2 separate regions of the Sus scrofa genome follow, and region 2 is linked to region 1. Evidence: chromatin contacts called from public Hi-C data. All regions are on one chromosome and are shown on one strand. Each heading gives the region's core, a stretch centred on a gene start, on an enhancer-like site or on the middle of the called end of the contact. The rest is flanking DNA. Distances are from core to core; before and after follow the strand shown. Region 1 overlaps LOC106510390 (a long non-coding RNA gene). Region 2 has its middle 16 kb from the start of SLC38A4.

What was found. A called contact is a pair of places that touch in the nucleus more often than the background predicts.
Region 2: a Hi-C map of skeletal muscle shows a contact between it and region 1, with 2.4 times the contacts expected there. The contact joins two enhancer-like sites. A contact is called at or near these places in 1 of 47 Hi-C or Micro-C datasets (skeletal muscle) and 1 of 2 datasets of contacts at active chromatin or transcription factors (skeletal muscle).

What each region holds. Positions count from the first base shown.
Region 1 is chr5:77,325,172-77,329,593 of Sscrofa11.1, forward strand. The region is part of intron 5 of LOC106510390 (a long non-coding RNA gene); the gene reads left to right. Among named protein-coding and RNA genes, the nearest start is that of SLC38A4, 160 kb to the right of the region's middle. Within about 2 kb of position 3,085, at least 3 of the 83 cell types and tissues checked have an H3K27ac peak or open chromatin away from gene starts, as enhancers often do. A contact at or near this core is called in skeletal muscle, where this site is marked.
Region 2 is chr5:77,503,309-77,508,018 of Sscrofa11.1, forward strand. No RefSeq gene overlaps it. Among named protein-coding and RNA genes, the nearest start is that of SLC38A4, 16 kb to the left of the region's middle. Within about 2 kb of position 2,938, at least 4 of the 83 cell types and tissues checked have an H3K27ac peak or open chromatin away from gene starts, as enhancers often do. A contact at or near this core is called in skeletal muscle, where this site is marked.

The sequences.
Region 1 (4,422 bases), core at 1,835-4,334:
GGATCCGGAGTTGATGTGGCTGTGGCGTAGGCCTGCAGCTGCAGCTCTGATTTGACCCCTAGCCTGGGAACTGCCATATGCCATGGGTGTGGCCCTAAGAAGACAAAAATAAAATAAACTTATGAAAAGATACAGATAAACACATATCCAAATATAGGTACACTTATTCATACCAAGAAACACACACTGTACCCTGTGCCTAATTCAGTTCAGGCCTGGTAGACAGTAAATATTTGTGGAATGAATGAATGAATGAATGAATGAAACAACGCCTTATCAGATTTGCAGAAAGTATTAGCTGCTTATGTAACTCATTTCTAAGTCACCAGAAAATGAAATCAAAACCAAACAAATCTATCTTCTAGTTAATGATATATTTATAAATAATTCTTTTTCAAAATTATTCCATGGAAACAGTTATTGCCCCCAATTCTTAGAGCCAGATAGGACTATATTCTTGAATTCCAGTCCCCCACTCTCTCCCTAGAGAGCTCCAGCTGTATCCTCAGAGACAAGTATCCTCTTCCTCTTTATAAATTAGGAAACAGAAGCATATCCAAGTTGTGGAGTTGCGACTTCAATTTAAACTTTGTAAAACTAAATCCAGAAAAAGGCAAGTAATTATACAATAGGAAATGTATAATATACCAATATGAGTAATATACCAATACAGTTCCCAAACTCAATGGTATTGCAAAAAATACACAGCCAAGACCAATATTTTTAAAAGTTCAATTCTCTCTAAATTGATCCACAAATTTAATGGATTCTCAATCAAAATCTCAGCAGCCTGTATTGGCAACAATTGAAATGCTGATTCTAAAATGTGTATGAAAATGCAAAGGACCTAGAATGACCAAAGCAATCTTAAAAAAAAACAAGTTGGAGGTCCATTACTACCAAATTTCAAGGCAAAAAGCTATAGTCATCAAGGCAGCATGGTGTTAGTGAAAAGGTAGACAGATAGATCAATGAAAAAGAGGAGAGTTCAGAAACAGACCCATCTATTTATGATCAGTTGATTTTTTAACAAAACAGTAATTCATTGGGGGAAAAATTATTTTCAAAAATGGTGATAGATAAATTGTAGATTTGTAAGAAAAAAAAATGAACCTACATTCTTACCTTATACCTTATACAAAATGGATTATAAACCTAAATTCTAGAAGAAAATACAGGCAACAATCTTTATGTCCTTGAGGTAGGTGGAGTTCTTTGATAGACACACTAATTGTGACAAAATATTAAAGAAAAAAATAGTATACCAGACCTATCCAAATTAAAAGCTTTTGCTTTTTAAAAGACACCCTTAGAAAAGTGTAAAGGCAAGCCATAGAATGGGAGAAAAATTTTGCAATGCATGTATGTTAGTTATCTATTGCTGCATAATAAATTACCCCCAAAATTAGCAGCTTAAAATAAAGACAAACATTTATCATCAGTTTCCTGTGGCCAAGAATCTGGTGGGGAGGTGCAGTTAAGCTGTTGGCTGGGGTTACAGTCATCTCAAGGCTTGGCTGGAGAAAGTCACTTCCAAGCCCACTTATGTGGCTATTTGCAGAAGTTCCACCAACACATCTAGGCTCCTAGTCGTGGGAGCCCCTCCATAGCCTGCCTAATCTGTCCTCAAGACATGGCAGCTGGCTTTTCCTAGAGTGAGTAGCTCAAGAGAGAGCAGGAAGCAGTGGCTGTTGTCTTCCTATGACCTGCTTTCCAAAGTAATAGTTCACCCCTTGGTCATGTTCTGTTGACTCAAATAGAGCCCCTACATCCAGCCCACACTCAAGCGAAGTTAAACTAAGTTCCACCACATGACTGGAAGGCTAGCCCAGATTTTGCAGACTAGCTTTTAAAACCACCACCACATATAGTTTATGAGGAATTTGTGTACAGAATATTCAGAGAATACAAACTCTACAATAAGCCAACAACTCTATAAAAATAAATAAATGAATTGAATAGACCCTTTATAAAAGAAGATATTGTAATGTCTAATAATACATGAAAGGATGTTTAACATCATTGGTCATTAGGGAAATTCAAATGAATACTTATATACATGTACCAGAATGGTCAAAATGGAAATGACTGGAAATTTTGGCTAAATATTTGCAAAGATGAGAAGACACTGGGACAGAACATTGCTGGTGGAAATGTGAAATAGTATAACCATTTTGGAAGACGGTCAGTTTCTTAAATAGTTAAACATACACATAGTGTGTGGTAGAGTCATCCCACTGCGGTGACTCAAGAAAAATAAAAACAGATAAGGAGTTCCCGTTGTGGCTCAGAGGGCTAAGAACCCGACATACTGTCTGTGAGGATGTGGGTTTGATCCCTGGCCTCATTCAGTGCGTTAAGGATCCAATGGTGCCATGGCTCTGATGTAGGCTGTAGCTGCAGCTCTGATTTGACCCCTAACCCGGACACTTCCATATGCTACAGGTGTGGTTATAAAAAGAAAGGAAAAAGAAAAGAAAAGAAAAGAGGAGTTCCTGTCATGTCTCAGTGGAAACCAATCTGACTAGTATCCATGAGGATGCCTGTTTGATCCCTGGCCTCACTCAGTAGGTTAAGGATCTGGCATTGCCGTGAGCTGAGGTGTAGGTTGCAGATGTGGCTCGGATCTGGTGTTGCGGTTGCTGTGGCATAGGCCAGAGGCTGCAGCTCCAACTCGACCCCTAGCCTGGGAACGTCCATATGCCATAGGCCAGAAGGAAGGAAAGGAAAGGAAAGGAAAACCAAAAAACAGGTGAGAAGATGAGAACATAAAGGCTGGCACACCTATGTTCACAGCACCTTCATTCACAATAGCTGTAAGACCTGGAAATGACCCAAATGTCCCTCAACATGTCATGGAGAAACAGATCCATACAAGGGAATGCTATTCAACAATCCAAAGGAACAAACTACATGAAATACACAGAACAACATGGATGACTCTCAGAATCACATGCCAAGGAAAAGAATTCAGACACGGTATGAATTACATCACATTCTAGGAAATGGAAACTAATAATAGTGACCAGAGCTGATCAGTTTTTGCCTTGGGCTGTGGGTATAGGGAAGACCAGTGTACAAAGCACGAGGAACCTTCTGGGGCAAGTGGAAATGTTCTGTATTTCGATTATTGGGGGTTCTTAAGAGTGTATACATCTGCCCATCATTGATTTTTATAACTTAAATAAGTCTCTGAATATGAATTATATCTCAATAAAACTGACTTAAAAGACAGGGTTTGGAAGGACCAAAAATCAATAATTTTGCATCTGTAAAGCTGTCGAGTATCACTTGTATGAGTACATTCACCACTTGCATAACTTGTGTCTTGGCAAAGCATTAATTATCTGATTTTCAGTCTCCTTGTCTGTGAAATGTGTGTTTGGTGGAGTTGTGAGCAGATGGAGAGGGAGGGAGGGTTTACCCTGTTGGATTAAGTGATCTCTGAGGCTCCCTCCAGTTGTTGTGTAATTCTGTCTCCTTACAATGTGGACAAGAGCCCACGCCTTGGAATTCAGCAGATCTGGATGCGGTTCTGGCCCTGCTATTTCTAGCAGTGTGACCATGGGCTAGTTACTAAGTCTCAGTTTCCTCAGAGGTAAAATAAGGATAATATTACTTACACTGAAATGAGTTGACATATAAAACACCCAGCACACAAAAAAGAAGGTACAGAGAAGGTGTTTGATCAATATTCATTTTTCTCCCTTCCCCTTCCAGAGAGGTCTTAAATCAAGTTTGAAATTATGGATCCTAGGAAATTAGGACAATTTTCAAAAGCATTAAGATGTCAGTAAAGCTGTATCTTTTAACTATGCAAGTATAATGGCAAACTGATGAATAAAAATACACCTGAGGAGAAAAGTAAATAAGGGTTAAATCTTTATTTCAAATCAGTACTTCAAATTCCAAAGAGACACAAGTCACTTCTTCAAAATAGGAAAATGCAGGAGTTCCCATTGCAGCTCAGCGGTAATGAACCTGACTAATATCTATGAGGATGTGGGTTGGATCCCCGTCCCTGCTGAGTGAGTTAATGATCCAGTGTTGTGGTGAACTGCAATGTAGGTCTCAAATGTGGCTCAGATCCTGCATTGCCGAGGCTGTGGCATAGGCCAGCAGCTGCTGTTCTGATTGATTTGGCCTCCAACCTGGGAACCTCCATATGTTTTGGGTGCAGCCCTAAAAAAATAGAAAAAGCATTGTAGGATACAATATATCACCACATTATTAACAAGCCTTATTTCCAAAGTGGAAGTAGTGAGCTAATTGACAATTAGGACAAAACAATACCAGAAAAGCTAAAGCATATACTCATTGCTAGGCTCCGAATAAAACAAACACACGATGACTCTGTTATACTGCACTCCATTTTGTCTCCACTGCTGTTTTCAGTTTTCTTGCCAAATTGGTGAATATTAC
Region 2 (4,710 bases), core at 1,688-4,187, 180 kb after region 1:
TCTCATTATCCAGAAATATAAATAGAGCCAAGATTCTATTTGTATGGTCTCCATAATATGGAAATTCCTACAAAGACTATCGGCAGAGTTTCTCATGGTACATCTTATTAGGTTGAGTCTAAAACTTTTCTTTTTGGGGCCAACAGGCTCCTTGGCAATATCTCTGATCTTTATTTTTCCCTTAACTGCTTCTAGTAGTTAATTTTCTGGCCAGAGTATTTATTGTCTTAGGCCTTATTTCCTGGAATTTTTGCTGTTACTTTCCATTGTTTAAATACAAAATATTTCATTCATGCAAAAATTACAGAGACCTGTTACAAACACCCATGTATGTACCATTAGACTTAAACAAATGCCAATATCTTGCATGCTTTAGAATTTTTTTTAATAAGTAAAAAACTACATATTCATCTGGGGTCACAGAGTTGCAGGGTGTTTTCCAAACTTCTTATTGATGTTATTATTTTAAAATATGGCCAAGAGAAATTTATGTTAAGAAATTCATACATTCCTTCAGAAAATGTTTTCCTTGTAAATGACTGGTAAATTTCTTTGTGAGTCTTTTACATGAAGGCATTCTGGATGGCTCAATCTTAAATCCCCCTCTTAGTACACTATCGTTCTTTCCAACTTGATCTCATTCATGGCCATGGCTTGATTACTACTCCATGGATGACTCCTAAGTTTACCTCTTCAACCGGGTCTCTCCTTGGAGTTCCAGACCTGTGCATCCAGCGATCTTCTTATTGTGTCAAACCCTTCAATTTTAACATAACTTACCAAATCCATGATTTCCTCCAAACCTGGACATCTACCTTTCCTTGTCTAGCAAATGGCACCATCATTCATGCAGTTCAGCATCTCAGATGCCTAGGATTTAACCTTGATGCTTTATTCTCCATCACTTCTTATTTAATCTGTCAGCAATTCCTGATTCTACCTCTTCAAATATACATCAATTGACACATATCTCTAGTCCAAGCCACCATCATCTCATGCTCGCATGATAGCAGCAGCTTCCTAACTATTCTCCATACATCCTCCCTAGAGCCCTCTACCAAGTTTCTCTACACTGCAGCCAGAGTGAACTTCTCAGAACAGAAATTGATGATAAGACCCCGTCATGTTGGAATATGATTCTTTTTCTTTTTTTTAAGGCTGCACCGTGGCATATGGAAATTCCATGCTGGGGGTCAAATCAGAGCAGCAGCTGCAGGCCTACCCCACAGCCACAGTCACAGACACAGCAATGCCAGAGCCAAGGTGCATCTGTGACCCATGATGCAGCTTGTAGCAATGCTGGATCCTTAACCCGCTGAGGAAGACCAGAGACCAAACCAGCCTCCTCATGGATACTAGTCATGTTTTTAACCCTCTAAGTCACAATGGGAACTCCCAGGATTATGATTCTTAAGATAAAAAGAATGATGCATGACCAACATACTCTGGCCCAGGCTTCCCCTCTATACCTCTTCCCGTTACTCTCCCTCTATGTCCCAGCCTTCTAGGTTTTTAAAGCATTACGCCTCCTCCTCTCCCCAGAGCCTTTGCATGTTCTTCATCTTGAAGTGTTCTTCCTTACCTATTTATGAGCTTAACTTCTACTCATCACTCAGATCTCAAGTCACATGTCACTTCTTTAGGGAAGCTTCTTGGACCGAGCCCCCACCAATCTGGGTCAAGTATCTTTGTTATTAGCTTATATATAACCGTACCTTTTCCTTCCTTGGAATTTCTTCAGATATAATAATATATTCTCATTCATTTAATTGACTGAGCTCTGTTTTCCCACCTCCCTGTACCCTACTAATACACAGTAAGCTCTATACAAACATGAATAAATAAGCAAATCTCTAGCTACATGAGTTATAGGTAGCCTTATCTGGATCATGTGGAAACAAGTGTGATGGTGTTGATAACAAGCTTGTGGAATTCTGGGTTTTCACTGCTGTGAATTGTTCCCTTCTGTGTTTCAGAAATAACATCAGTCCATAGGCAAATGATCCTACCAGTACAGTAAGATAAAGGAGGGAAAAAACTCCTGGCACAAGATGCTCAATGAAAGATAGAATATTTTTGAGGTATTTTAGTGACATGGAAAGAATTTACAAAGTGACATTTGTGAGTTCAAATGCCTGGTCTGCCTCTTAGAGCTTTAGCCAAGATGGACAACCCCTAGCCTCAGTTTCATTATCTGTAAAATAACAACATTTATTTTAAGTTTAGTTTAATTTAGTTGTAATGACTAGAAATTATATAGCCAGAGAGCCTGCATCATAATAAATCAGTAAATATTTGCTGAATAAGGAAATAACTGAATGAATAAATAAATAAAATAAGCACCCAGTGGAATTCCTAGCAAATTGCAAGTGCACCATGAATCATAACCATAAAAATACAATCACGACAGAAAAAAATGCTTTCCTATTAAAAAAAGGAAGAGTGAGCTGAGGAGGGAGAGAAGATTGAAAGTAAGTGGGGAGCAGTGCTGGACAATAACCCAGAGCACATTTTGTTTCAGGGCATGTTCCCTTGCAGCCTGACTCTATTAGCTGCCTAAGGATGGAAAGACATGTACAGCCATATGCCTACCATACAATGTTACCTGATCTCCCCAGGCAGCTAGAGATAGAAATGAGTGGAGAAATAGGGTCTCACAAAGGAAACTAAAAGGATGAACCAGAGATAGAGGAGCAGAACCAGCAGAGGGGTATATCAAAGAGGCCAATGAGGAGACAGCAATCAATGGCATCAGACATCAAAGAGTCAATTCACATAGAATTGACAGTGTGACGTCTATATTTAATGATAACAATAAGAAGGCCATTGATGACTTACCAAAGATGATTTTCAGCAAAGCGATGGGGAAGAATGCAGGTCCCCTTGAGTAGGGCAATGAGGACGTGATAATGAGTATAGACAGTGAGCTTATAGTAATCTTTCAAGAAATTTATCTAGAATGAGCAGAAGAAAGATTGAGCAGGATAGTTTGAGGGGGATGCAGGGTTAAGAGAAAGGTTTTCTGTTTGTTTTATTTTGCTTTTAAGTGTAAGAGTCTTAGCATATTTGTAACCTGAGACCATGAGAGGAAAGGGGGATGCCCACTGTACAGAAGAGGGGATAATTAATGCAGTTGAAGTTGGAAGAGGTTTCAGGGTACTAGCCCAGTCCTCATTAGCCTACTGGTTCACTGCTTAGCAAACTCCCCCCAAATCAATTAAAAATGCCTGCTTGTATTCCTCTTCCATTCATCTATGTGGCCCTGGACCTCTCACTTGCTCTTGCCTTGCATTTGCATTCTTGACCTCCTGTTACATCCCACTGACCTTTTGCTTCACCTCTTTTTTTTTTTTTTTTTTTTTTTTTTGCTTGCATTCACCCTTAAGATCTGATGACTGATTTAACTTCTCTGGCATCTGGCCACTGCTCTCCTTGGCCACACGCTTGCCCTCACCCTCAGCTGTTGCAATTTGGCCACTGTGAGTAACTGCCCTGCCAACTCCCCCTCCCGGACTTGTCCACGTGGAGGTGAAGCGCTTCCTAGAAGAGACCACAGCAAGAGGATGGAATCTGGGGCAGAGGGGAAAGGTTAGCTTCTGAGGCTGGAGTGGAGGTGAGGGAGGGAGCCCGTGGGGAGGGTGGTTTAACTTTTCCTTTAATATGATTCCCTACTCTTTTTTTTTTTTTTTTACCATGACTGTATATTAAAAACACGATTTTTGTTTTTTAAGATGAAAAGTTATAAATGAGGGGAAGGAAGTTTGCTCCTTCATTTAGGCAACACGTGTCCTAGTGAGCCCCCACTAGATCATGTGCCAGGTGCTGGGGACACTGGTGAACAGGGTCCATCCTTGATCTCATGGAGTTTTCTAGCCAGTGAGACAGATACACAGACATTCAGCAAATAACCAGATCCCTATGTAAATCAGCACAAAAGTTGGGACTCTGGGAAAGTTTGACTCTGAAAGCATTAGAGTCACTGAAAGGTAAAAAGCAAGGTCATTTGCTCACAGACAAGATGGAATTAAGCAGAAGCTTTGAAAGAAATGATAAAAATTAGGAAGAGGAGTGGTAGGGAAAGGGGGAACAGACGGACCAGGAATATGTAAACAAAAGCAGAGCTATGCATACTTTCTGCTTGAACGTCTCCAAATCCCGGTCCCAGAATTTGATTTTCAGCTGTCCATGTGTGCCACATATTTGCTTTTAAAAAACAAATCCCTTTTCTCTTGGAATCTGTTAGTCACCTCTCTCTTTTTAACAAATAGCCAACAAACAAACATCTCCTTTTGCAGAATATCTTTAATTCACAGTAAGTGTACCAGTAATAGCTCATCCATGTCTTCAGGACTGTTAAGTGACAAGATAGATTGTTAGATAAAAAGCAACGCAACTGTATCCTTTATTTGGTTCTTAATTCGGGTTTAAAACAATACCCATAAGTGTCACCCGTAATTCCTCACCTCTTGAGTCTTGGAGGGCGGCTCAGCCTTCTTCCCCTGGGCTTTAGCAAACTTGGAAAATCATTTTCCCAGGGAATAGACATCAAAGTTCTGGTTGAGCTTCAAAGAATATCACTAATAAATTGACTCCAGTTGTATCTAGCCTGCTGAAGTAATATCACCTTAAATAATTATACATTATAAGTGTGTTAACACTTTTTTCTTTATCCTAAATGTACATTCCTTAATATCTCTCATTATTTTATGA